Regions from separate parts of the Sus scrofa genome. Here region 1 is linked to region 2. Evidence: chromatin contacts called from public Hi-C data. All regions are on one chromosome and are shown on one strand. The core of a region is the stretch at or near the end of the contact, and the rest is flanking DNA. Distances in the headings are between cores, read along the strand shown.

Region 1 (5,056 bases), core at 1,091-3,590, 63 kb before region 2:
GCTGTGGCTCAGTGGGTTAAGAACCTGACTAGTATCCATGTGGATGGGGGTTCAATACCCTTGCTCAGTGGGTTAAGGATCCGGCATTACCATGAGCTGTGGTGTAGGTCATAGACATGGCTTGCATCTGATGTTGCTGTGGCTGTGGTGTAGGCTGGCAGCTGTAGCTCCAATTGAACCCCTAGCTTGGGACCCTCCATATGCTGTGGGTGCGGCCCTAAAAAGCAAAAAAAAAAAAAAAAAAAAAACCAAAATAATCAAATTCTGAATCAGCAGGTGAGCATGGGGCTTGAGACTCTGCATTTCTCCCAAGCTCCCAGGTACTGCCCATGCTGCTGGTCTCAGAACACACTCTGAATAACAAGGCCCTAGAAAACTTTCAATCCAACACGTTTTCCCATTTACATTAGACAAAGACAATAAGAAACATACATTGAACTCTCAACAAGAATGACGTTAGTCTAAGAATTCCAATGAACTGCTTCCTTTCATCCTCACAGCAAATCTGTGACACACAGTCATATAGATATACAGATATAAGTTTTTTTATTTTAAGGCCAAACCAGCGGCATATGGAAGTTCCTGAATCAGGGACTGAATCCCAGCCAACAGCTGGAGCCTTCAACCCACTGCGACCAGGGATTGAACCTGTTCTTCAGCAGCAACCTGAGCAGCTGCTGTCGGATTCTTAACCTTTTTTTTTTTTGTCTTTTTGCTATTTCTTTGGGCCGCTCCAGCGGCATATGGAGGTTCCCAGGCTAGGGATTGAATCGGAGCTGTAGCCACCGGCCTACGCCAGAGCCACAGCAACTCGGGATCCGAGCCGCATCTGCAACCTACACCACAGCTCACGGCAACACCGGATCGTTAACTCACTGAGCAAGGGCAGGGATCGAACCCGCAACCTCATGGTTCCTAGTCGGATTCGTTAACCACTGCGCCACGACGGGAACTCCTGCTGTCGGATTCTTAACCCACTGCACCAAGGCGGGAACTCCAGCATAATCATTCATTTTATTAAAATTGTAAACTGAGGAAATTCAGCCTCAGGAAAGTCACTCCCAAGAGGCTGATTTTTGTTTAACAACTTTGTAGATTCCATGTGTGTGCCCTTAACCACACCATTAAAACTCCACCCATAAATGCCTAGCTTTTTTTTCAGTAGGACTGAATCCAGGGCATATGCAAGTTCCCAGGCTAGGGGTCTAGTCAGAGCTACAGCTGCAGCCTACACCACGGCTCACAGCAACACCAGATCCTACCCACTGAGCGAGGCCAGGGATGGAACCCGCGTCTTCATGGACACTAGTCGGGTTCGTTACCCCTGGGCCACAAGGGGAACTCCCATAAATGCCTTCTAAAAGGATGCACTCACTAAGTGTAGGTCCCTCAAAGGCAGGAATCCTGGGTCATTTTGCCCAGGGCTTTTAGTTTAATTCAGCAAAGTATTGCACACCTACGTGCCAAGCACTGTGCGCGTGCAAGATCCATGGCGGTCATGTGTGGCCGGGACTACACGAAGAGTGCACAGAAGGGCACTCTAATCTGGAATGGGTGGGGGGGTGAGGGGGCTGCTCAGGAAAGCATTTTAGGAGTAGAAATATCTAAGGGGAACTCTCACATTCTGACGGAAGGGAATTTTCCAGATACAAGGACCAGAGGGTGTGAAAAATCCTGGAGGGACTAAACCACCCCAGTGCGGACGGGAATGCGGGCAGGCCCCCTCCCCCGAGTCCCCGGAAGGCGGGGTCACAGCCCAGCTCCTCCCCGCACCTGACTCCTCCCCGAAATGCTCCCGGTAGGTCCGCCACCAATGCGGCTTCCGCGCCTCCTGCTCCGCCCGGCGCCGGTAGCGGTCGAAGCTGCGGTACTTCTTCAGTCGCTCTAGGTCGCTCACATCGATGTCCTCGTTGGGCATCGGCCCCAGCGGAGCGGCCCGGCGGCTCAGGGCGGCTGCGGACAGAGAGCGGGACGTCAGGCAGGCTCCGGGCCGGCCTCGCGGAGGCGGGAGGCGAACGCGGGCTCAAGCCCCAGGGTTCAGCTCTTCGGGGACCTGCAAGAGCCCTCACCTGAGGTGCTGAAGCCCCGCCACCGCCGACTTGCGCACAGCGCGGCTCGCCACCAGGGCGCCGCCATCTTCGCTCAGGCCGCCGCCGCCGCCGCCGCCGCCGCCGCCGCCCGCAGGACCCGGCAGAGGTGGCCGGAGCCGCGCCTGAGCGCACGGCGCAGGCCCCGCCCCGAGCCCTAAAGCCCCGCCCCGAGCCCTAAAGCCCCGCCCCCACTCAAGCCCCAAGACCTTCCCGGAATCCACGAGCTCCTGCCTCCAGGCCAGAGCTGGCCGTCGCCCAGGGCGGGCGGCCTCCGGAAGTGCCCGGTGGGCGGCGGGGCGGAGCTGCGAGCGGTGTGGGCCCCCGGCTCGCAGCCTGCCACCAGGGGGAGGTACAGACTTGGGGCCGTCGGCGGGCTTCCGCCTCCACTCGAGAGGTTGGCGCTCTGTGGGGCCCTGGGTCCTGCTCATAAGGGTCACCCATCCTTAAAGGCGGCGGCATCCTGAGCTCCCAGTTGGTGTGGCAGCACAGGCAGGAGGAGGTGCGAGGATGCATTCAGGAGTCCGCCTGCTTGGGTTCAAATCCCAGATTGTGTGTGACCTCGTTTGGAAAAAAAATGCGAGTGCTAACAGTGTTTCCCTCCTAGTGTGGTTTAAAGGGGGTAGATGGGGAGTTCCCATTGTGGCTTAGTGGGTTAAGAACCCTACTAGTATCCATGAGGATGTGGGTTCAAACCCTGGCCTCACTCAGTGGGTTAAGGATCCGGCCTTGCCACGTGCTGCAGAGGCTTAGGTCCCAGATGGGGCTGGTGGTGTGGCTGTGGCTGTGGTGTAGGCTGGCAGTTGAAGCTCCTATTCTATCCCCTCTCGGGGAAACCCGTATGCCACAGGTGTGGCCTTAAAAAGAAAAGAAAGAGGAGTTCCTGTCGTGGCCCAGCGGAAACAAATCTGACCAGGAACCACGAGGTTGTGGGTTCAATCCCTGGCCTCGCTCAGTGGATTAAGGATCCGGCATTGCCGCGAGCTGTGGTATAGGTCACAGATGTGGCTTGGATCCTGCGTTTCTATCATCCACACAGAAGTGACCTGGTCAAGACAGTGTTTCTGCCTAAATCGTTTCAGAGCTGCATGGCTCTCCTGATCCAGTTCTAACAAGATAAAACTTGATACCCCAGGTGATCTGGCCCCACTTCTGCTCTGGCCCCTCTGTCCTGGAACTCAACCCAATTCTTTGTAAGCAGGCAAGGGCTCATGTGCCCAAGGTGCCAAAAGCCAAACTCTGATGGTGGGTTTGCAACAAGGTAAAAGTATTGTCACACCGAGCAAGGGAGTGGAAGACAAGCCTCAGATTCACTTTAACTTTTTTTTTTTTTGACCACCATGTGCAGCAGCTTGATGTGGGATCTCAGTTCCCAAACCAGGGATGGAACCCGGGCCATAGCCATGGAAGTGCCAAGTCCTAACTACTAGGGAACTCCCTCACCTTGCTTTGAGTTATTATTGTTTTTTAGGGCTGCACCAGGGGCATATGGAGGTTCCCAGGCTAGGGGTCAGATCAGAGCTACAGCTGGTAGCCTATACCACAGCCACAGCAACGCAGATCCTTAACCCCCTGAACAAGGCCAGGGATTTAACCCATGTTCTCGTGGATTCTAGTTGGGTTTGTTACCATCGAGAACTGCGTTTTTTTTTAAATTTTTTTTAAGGGACGAACAAAGAAGCTGGGGTTAATCATTGCCTTGTGACCTGCAGTTTGGGGAATCATTTGTCTCTGGTTTAGGGATCTTTGGACAGGTGGTCAATGGTTCGGGGATCTGTTAGGTCATCTTGCCCTGGAAAAACAACTGAGTTTACACAGTGCTATCTATCATAGCAACTTTAGTGCTTTGGTGATGTTATCAACAGCAGCAGTTTCGGCCATTGGACTCAGGTTGATAATGTGTTCAGTTAGCCCAGGATTGAGGCCAGAGGGTACATGAAAGGGAATAAAGTTTTGGATAGAGAAATGAATCATAAACTCGATTTCACTTTTCACTTCTTCAGCACTTCTCTCTCTCTGGCACAGGACCTTTGCACATGCTCTCCCTTCTGCCTGCCACTCCTAACCTTTCCCCGTTGCCTGGCCACCTCCCAGAGTCCGAGCAGTGGTCCTTTCAGGAAGCCTTTCCTGATGTCCCAACCAGGGTGGTGACCTGTCTCGATGCTCTGGTGCTAGCAGAAGCTTGGTCCTCATATTAACACTGGAATGGTGTGAGGGGTCTCTTCATCCAGCAGCAAGTGGCCCCAACTTGAATTTGGCTTTCATGAACAGCAGCCAAACAGCTCAACTCACTGCCACGTCACCCATCAGTGCACATCTACTAGATGTTAAGGTCAATAAGACCCCATCCTGCCCCTCAAGAGTCATGGCTTATTATTTCGTGAAATCCTGCTGAACGGACAGCAGAGCCGCAAGTTGTGAGCAGATCGGGATTGTGTGCACACTCAGGCTGGGAGGCACACAGGGACGCTTGTCCTTTTAATATTCTGAGGGTGTTTACATCTGGCCTCCTTTGCTGTTTGATCTTTTCCCTTTGTTTCTGGATCCTCTACTACTTGCCTCTAAACCCACCCCCACCACAGCCTGCCCCTCTTAGGATGAAGAAACACAGGGTCTCCGAAGCAGAGGCAGAGCGTTGGCTGGTCAATCACGTGGCTCAGTTCTCCGTTACTCCTTACTTTTTTGTTTTTTTTTTTGCTTTTTAGGACTGTTCCTGGGGCATATGGAGGTTCCCAGGCTAGGGCTCCAATCGGAGCTGTAGCCACCAGCCTATACCAAAGCCACAGCAACGCGGGATCATTAACCCAGGAGGCAGCAGAGTGGTGTGGCTGAGTGCACGGGGCCTTGGAACCCGCCCAGGCAGAACTCAAACCCGGGTCCTGCTATCTGCGGGGCCACCTTGGGCAGGTTATTTCATCTCTGAGTCTCGTCCCTTCACGCGTGAAGGAGGAGTGATGATCGTACCTTTG
Region 2 (4,538 bases), core at 485-2,984:
CAGCTCATGGCAATGCCGGATCATTAACCCACTGATCAAGGCCAGGGATCAAACCCAGGTCCTCACAGATCCTAGTCAGGTTCATTACCGCTGGGCCACAACGGGAACTCCTCATTTGCTCTTTATTGATGAAAATAGTGGAGTTCTAAAATGTAGAAACCTAAAACCTAATATGTAGGAACCTAAAACAGGAACAAACAAAAACTGTTAAGAGATGTTATAGGCCAAAGGAATCTTGTACTAGGTTCCTATAATTATACTGTTTAAAGACAAACAAAAAAAAGTTTGTGTTTTCTTTCTAATGAAAAAAACACAACCAAAAGCAGATGGTCTGAAAAAAGGTCAGTTTTCAAGAGTAGGACCAAGGCATGTTTTATGAGGTGTCTATTCACTCACATAAGAGCCATTTAAACACCGTTACCAGATTAAAAAATGCTGAATCCTTATATCCATTCTGAGGTTTGACTCAAGTTCTTTTTCATCCATCCCTATTTTCCATTATTAAACTCAAGAGCTACACTATCATGTGAAAATACAATCTGTTATTGCTCTAAAATATTTAAATGTTTGGTCTTTGCAGCTGAGAAAAAAAATTCCTTCCCAATTTAGCTTCTAGATTCAGCAGGCCTCCTTCTTACAAACAGCAAAGTCATTCTGCATTTAAATCACTCAAAATTGACACACGTGGACAGAATTTGTATGATTCTTGAAATCCTATTACAGCATCTCCATTATAAGCTTTGTACAAATGTCATCCACTGAAAAGGCTTAAATGTAAGCGGAAACCTTATTTCTCATACTTACAACTTTAAAGTGGTGTGAAAATATGCCAATTTGAGTCTTCAAACGCCAAACAAGAGAAAAAGGACACCACAGATTGTGGCTTTAGTTTGGGCTTGGGCACTTGATGTAAACTAAGACACACGTACCTTTTTTTGGGGGGGGGGGTCTTTTTTGTCTTTTTAGCGCCACACCAGCTGCATATGGAAGTTCCCAGGCTAGAGGTCAAATTCGAGCAGCAGCTGCAGACCTGCAACAGCTCACTGCAACTCCTGATCCTTAACCCACTCAGGGAGGCCAGGGGTCCAACCTGCATCCTCAGGGATACTAGTCGGGTTAGTTACCTCGGATCCTCCACGGGAAAGCTCCGCATACCTACTTTTTAAACCACAGGATTTCATCTGGGTCTGCGAGGCCAAACTCCCTTATCTTCTTCACCGTGGTGGCGCTCTTCTTAACAGCCACCTCGTAACGCTGGCTTCGACTGAGGAAGTTCAGGTCCTCATGCTGCAGGTCTGGGTCACTCAGAATCATGTTTTCTGGAAAAGAATGATAGGGTATCAAGAGAAACACAGATTCAAGGCTCTGTTACAGCTCCCCGGATCACAGCAGGTTTCGGACTTACGGGTACAGATCCCCTCTCAGGATGGGCGATTCCCCCGCCACAAGCATCTCTAAAAGTGTGGGGAGGGGGTTTCCCGGTTCCCCTAAAGCTGAGCCGGAGGTTGCGGCCTACGCCTCACAGCCGCTCTGACTCCTCCCGGTGGGAGTCTCAAGCTTTGCTCCGGGAAGGGCGGGGAGGGAGGCCCGGCCCGCCGTCCTCACCGATCTCTCGGCGGCGCCGGGTATTCTCTGGACTGCCGTCCAGGACGTGTGTGAGCAGCTCCGGGTTGAAGCTGGCGGCGGCTCGCTCCTTCTGTAGGTCCTGGTTCATGGTGACAGCCAGCAGAGGCAGCGGAGGTCGGGGAGGCGGCGGAGACAGCAGCAGCGAGGGCAGCACCAGCGGGTTATCTGCACCTCCAGCGCGGCGCCAGCCCTAAGGGCCGCCCAGGACGGCGCGAGTCCCCGCCCCCGCTCGCCTCCGCCCGCCCGGGCCCGCCCTTTCTCCCGCGCCGCGTGACTGCCGCGGCCGAGGCGGAGGAGGCGCCAGTGAGAGCCTCGGGGCGGGTGAGTCCCTGCCTCTCGGCGAGAGGAGCCTCAGAGCGGCCCCCGGGCAAGGGGGTGCCCGGAAGAAGGTCGAGAAACTGCAGAGGGGGGACAAGCCGGGAGCTCTCGGTAACCTAACCCCTCACCCGTCACGTGATCACGCTGGGCGGAAAGAGGCAACGTGAAGCCCCCCCGACGCCCTGACAGGTTAGCGACGGGCGGGGAAGGGGCGGGGCACCGCGTCGGAGGAGGACTGCGCCTGCGCCTTGGGACCTGCCCGCCCCGCCGCTTCGGGGTCCGTCCGCTAAAGGCCTCCCCGGAAACGCCGGTGGCCGGAACCTCTAGGGCTGCGGGCGATGCGCCTGTGGGCCTTGCGCAGTTGCTGGGGGAGGTCGTAGGATTCCGCGAAACTATCCAAGGTTGGAGGAAAAAAGGAAAAGACGGGGTCCAAAGTTGCACCGGGGAGAGGCTCCAGCTGTCTTTTGTTAAGATAATGGTATCTTTGCTGCCGGAGGCAAGGGCTGCGAGGAGCTGGGTGTGGAATTGCAGGTGCTTCCCCCCACCCACCGTTTCTGGGTGGGTGTGGACTTGGAGTGAGACTTAGAACTGTGTGTTCACAGGTCTTGGAATCCAGACTTTTCTGTTTCACAATTATCGTCGTCATCAAAGAACTAGTGTAGGAGGATTTGTAATGAAAAGCTCAAGTTGCCTATCCTCAGAAACAGCCACTGTCAACCAGTCGTGGTTTTTTATTTTGATCCCTAAAGAATTGCTCAGTAAAATACTTAACATGCTATTGAATGATTTGCTTATTTTAGTTACTTTTTGACTTCATGCCAGGGTGATCAGGTAATGGCACACTACACATCTGTATCTTTCATCTACCTTTGTAACAACATAACTAATGCCCTTTAAAAAATAAATAAAAATAAATTAAAAACTGTACACTTGCAAGCTGTTCCTTATTGCATCAGTTTTTAGTAACAGTCCTGGCAATAAGTACGGTGAGTGAGGCATTCACCTCAGACAAAAGGGAGCACCAAAAAACGAATCAAGATTAGTAGTTAGGAGTTCCCGTCGTGGCGCAGTGGTGAACGAATCCGACTAGGAACCATGAGGTTGCGGGTTCGATCCCTGCCCTTGCTCAGCGGGTTAACGATCCGGCGTTGCCGTGAGCTGTGGTGTAGATTGCAGATGAGGCTCAGATCCCGCGTTGCTGTGGCTCTGGTGTAGGCCAGTGGCTACAGCTCCGATTGGACCCCTAGCCTGGGAACCTCCATACGCCGCGGGAGCGGCCCAAGAAATAGCAAAAAGACAAAAAAAAAAAAAAAAAGACTAGTAGTTATTTTAATAAGACATTTAAAAAAGTCAAAATGCAGGAAAATCTATGATGAATAAAACACAAAAAGTTGGAGTTCCCATCGTGGCTCAGCAGTTAGTGAACCAGACTAGTGTCTATGAGGACTCGGGATCGATCCCTGGCCTTGCTCAGCAGGTTAAGGATCCGGTGTTGTCTGTTGCAGTGAACTGTGGTGTAGGTCCCAGACTTGGCTCAGATCCCTAGTTGCTGTGGCTGTGGCATAGGCCAACAGCTACAGCTCCGATTGGACCCCTAGCCTGGGAACCTCCCTATGCCGCAGGTGCGGCCCTAAAAAACCAAAATTTTAAAGAGACAGAAACATTATTACCGATTGTTCTTTTTGGCTCAGGTTCCAATGTACCTGGGCAAGTCATGGATAACTGATGTTGTTGTTAATACCCCCGGCATTAAACTATTTGTTTGGCTACCGTGTCTTCCTCTTGTCAGAAGCTGGCTCTGGGAGTTCTCGTCGTGGCTCAGTGGTTAACGAATCCGACTAGGAACCATGAGGTTTCGGGTTTGATCCCTGGCCTCACTCAGCAGGTTAAGGATCCAGCATTGCCATGAGCTGTGGTGTAGGTGACAGACACAGCTCGGATCCCGTGTTGCTGTGGCTCTGGCATAGGCCGGCAGTTACAGCTCTGATTGGACCCCTGGCCTGGGAACCTCTATATGCAGTGGGTGTGGCCCTAGAAAAGACAAACAAACAAAAAAGCTGGCTCTGTTACTATGTTCTTCTTGGACTCCTTAATCTATAGAAATTGATAAGGAGTTCTCCTTGTACCTCAGCGGTAGCGAACCCAACTAGTATTCTTGAGCAGGTGGGTTCCATAGCTGGCCCTTCTCAGTGGGTTAAACCATTTGGCGTTACTGTGAGCTGTGGTGTAGGTTGCAGACACGGCTTGGATCTGGTGTTGCTGTGGCTGTGGTGTAGGCCAGCAGCTGCAGCTCTGATTTGACTCCTAGCCTGGGAACCTCCATGTGCTGCGGGTGTGGCCCTAAAAAGACAGGAAAAAAAAAAGAGAGAGAGAGAGAGAAAGAAAGAAATTGATAGGAGGCCAGGCAAGAAATTCAGGCAAGGCTTTACTGGGGTCCTTGCTGCAACAACACTTTCCTGCAGAAGATGAGCAACCGTTTCCCTTGCTCCTTGGGTTGGTGAGCTGGGGTGAGGGTAGTGGTGGCCCACGGGTTGGGCGAGAAGGGTGGCTTAGGTGGTCTGCCCACCCCTTTGGTGGTGCTGTGTGCAGAGAGC

What was found. Hi-C and Micro-C count contacts between places; a contact is called where the count stands out from the background.
Region 1: a contact with region 2 is called in a Hi-C map of liver, with 4 times the contacts expected there. The contact joins the promoter of MRPL38 here to the promoter of ACOX1 in region 2. A contact is called at or near these places in 2 of 5 promoter capture datasets (fetal liver and liver), 12 of 47 Hi-C or Micro-C datasets (alveolar macrophages, embryonic fibroblasts, fetal heart ventricle and 6 more) and 2 of 2 datasets of contacts at active chromatin or transcription factors (alveolar macrophages and skeletal muscle).

Annotation. Positions count from the first base shown.
Region 1 is chr12:5,511,704-5,516,759 of Sscrofa11.1, reverse strand. MRPL38 (39S ribosomal protein L38, mitochondrial) reads right to left here and starts at 2,340. Exons shown (of 9, transcript XM_003131188.4): 1 at 2,070-2,340; 2 at 1,774-1,953. The coding sequence starts at 2,136.
Region 2 is chr12:5,448,470-5,453,007 of Sscrofa11.1, reverse strand. ACOX1 (acyl-CoA oxidase 1, palmitoyl) reads right to left here and starts at 1,734. Exons shown (of 14, transcript NM_001101028.1): 1 at 1,606-1,734; 2 at 1,160-1,319. The coding sequence starts at 1,714. TEN1 (CST complex subunit TEN1) reads left to right here and starts at 1,868. Exons shown (of 4, transcript XM_003131187.4): 1 at 1,868-2,133.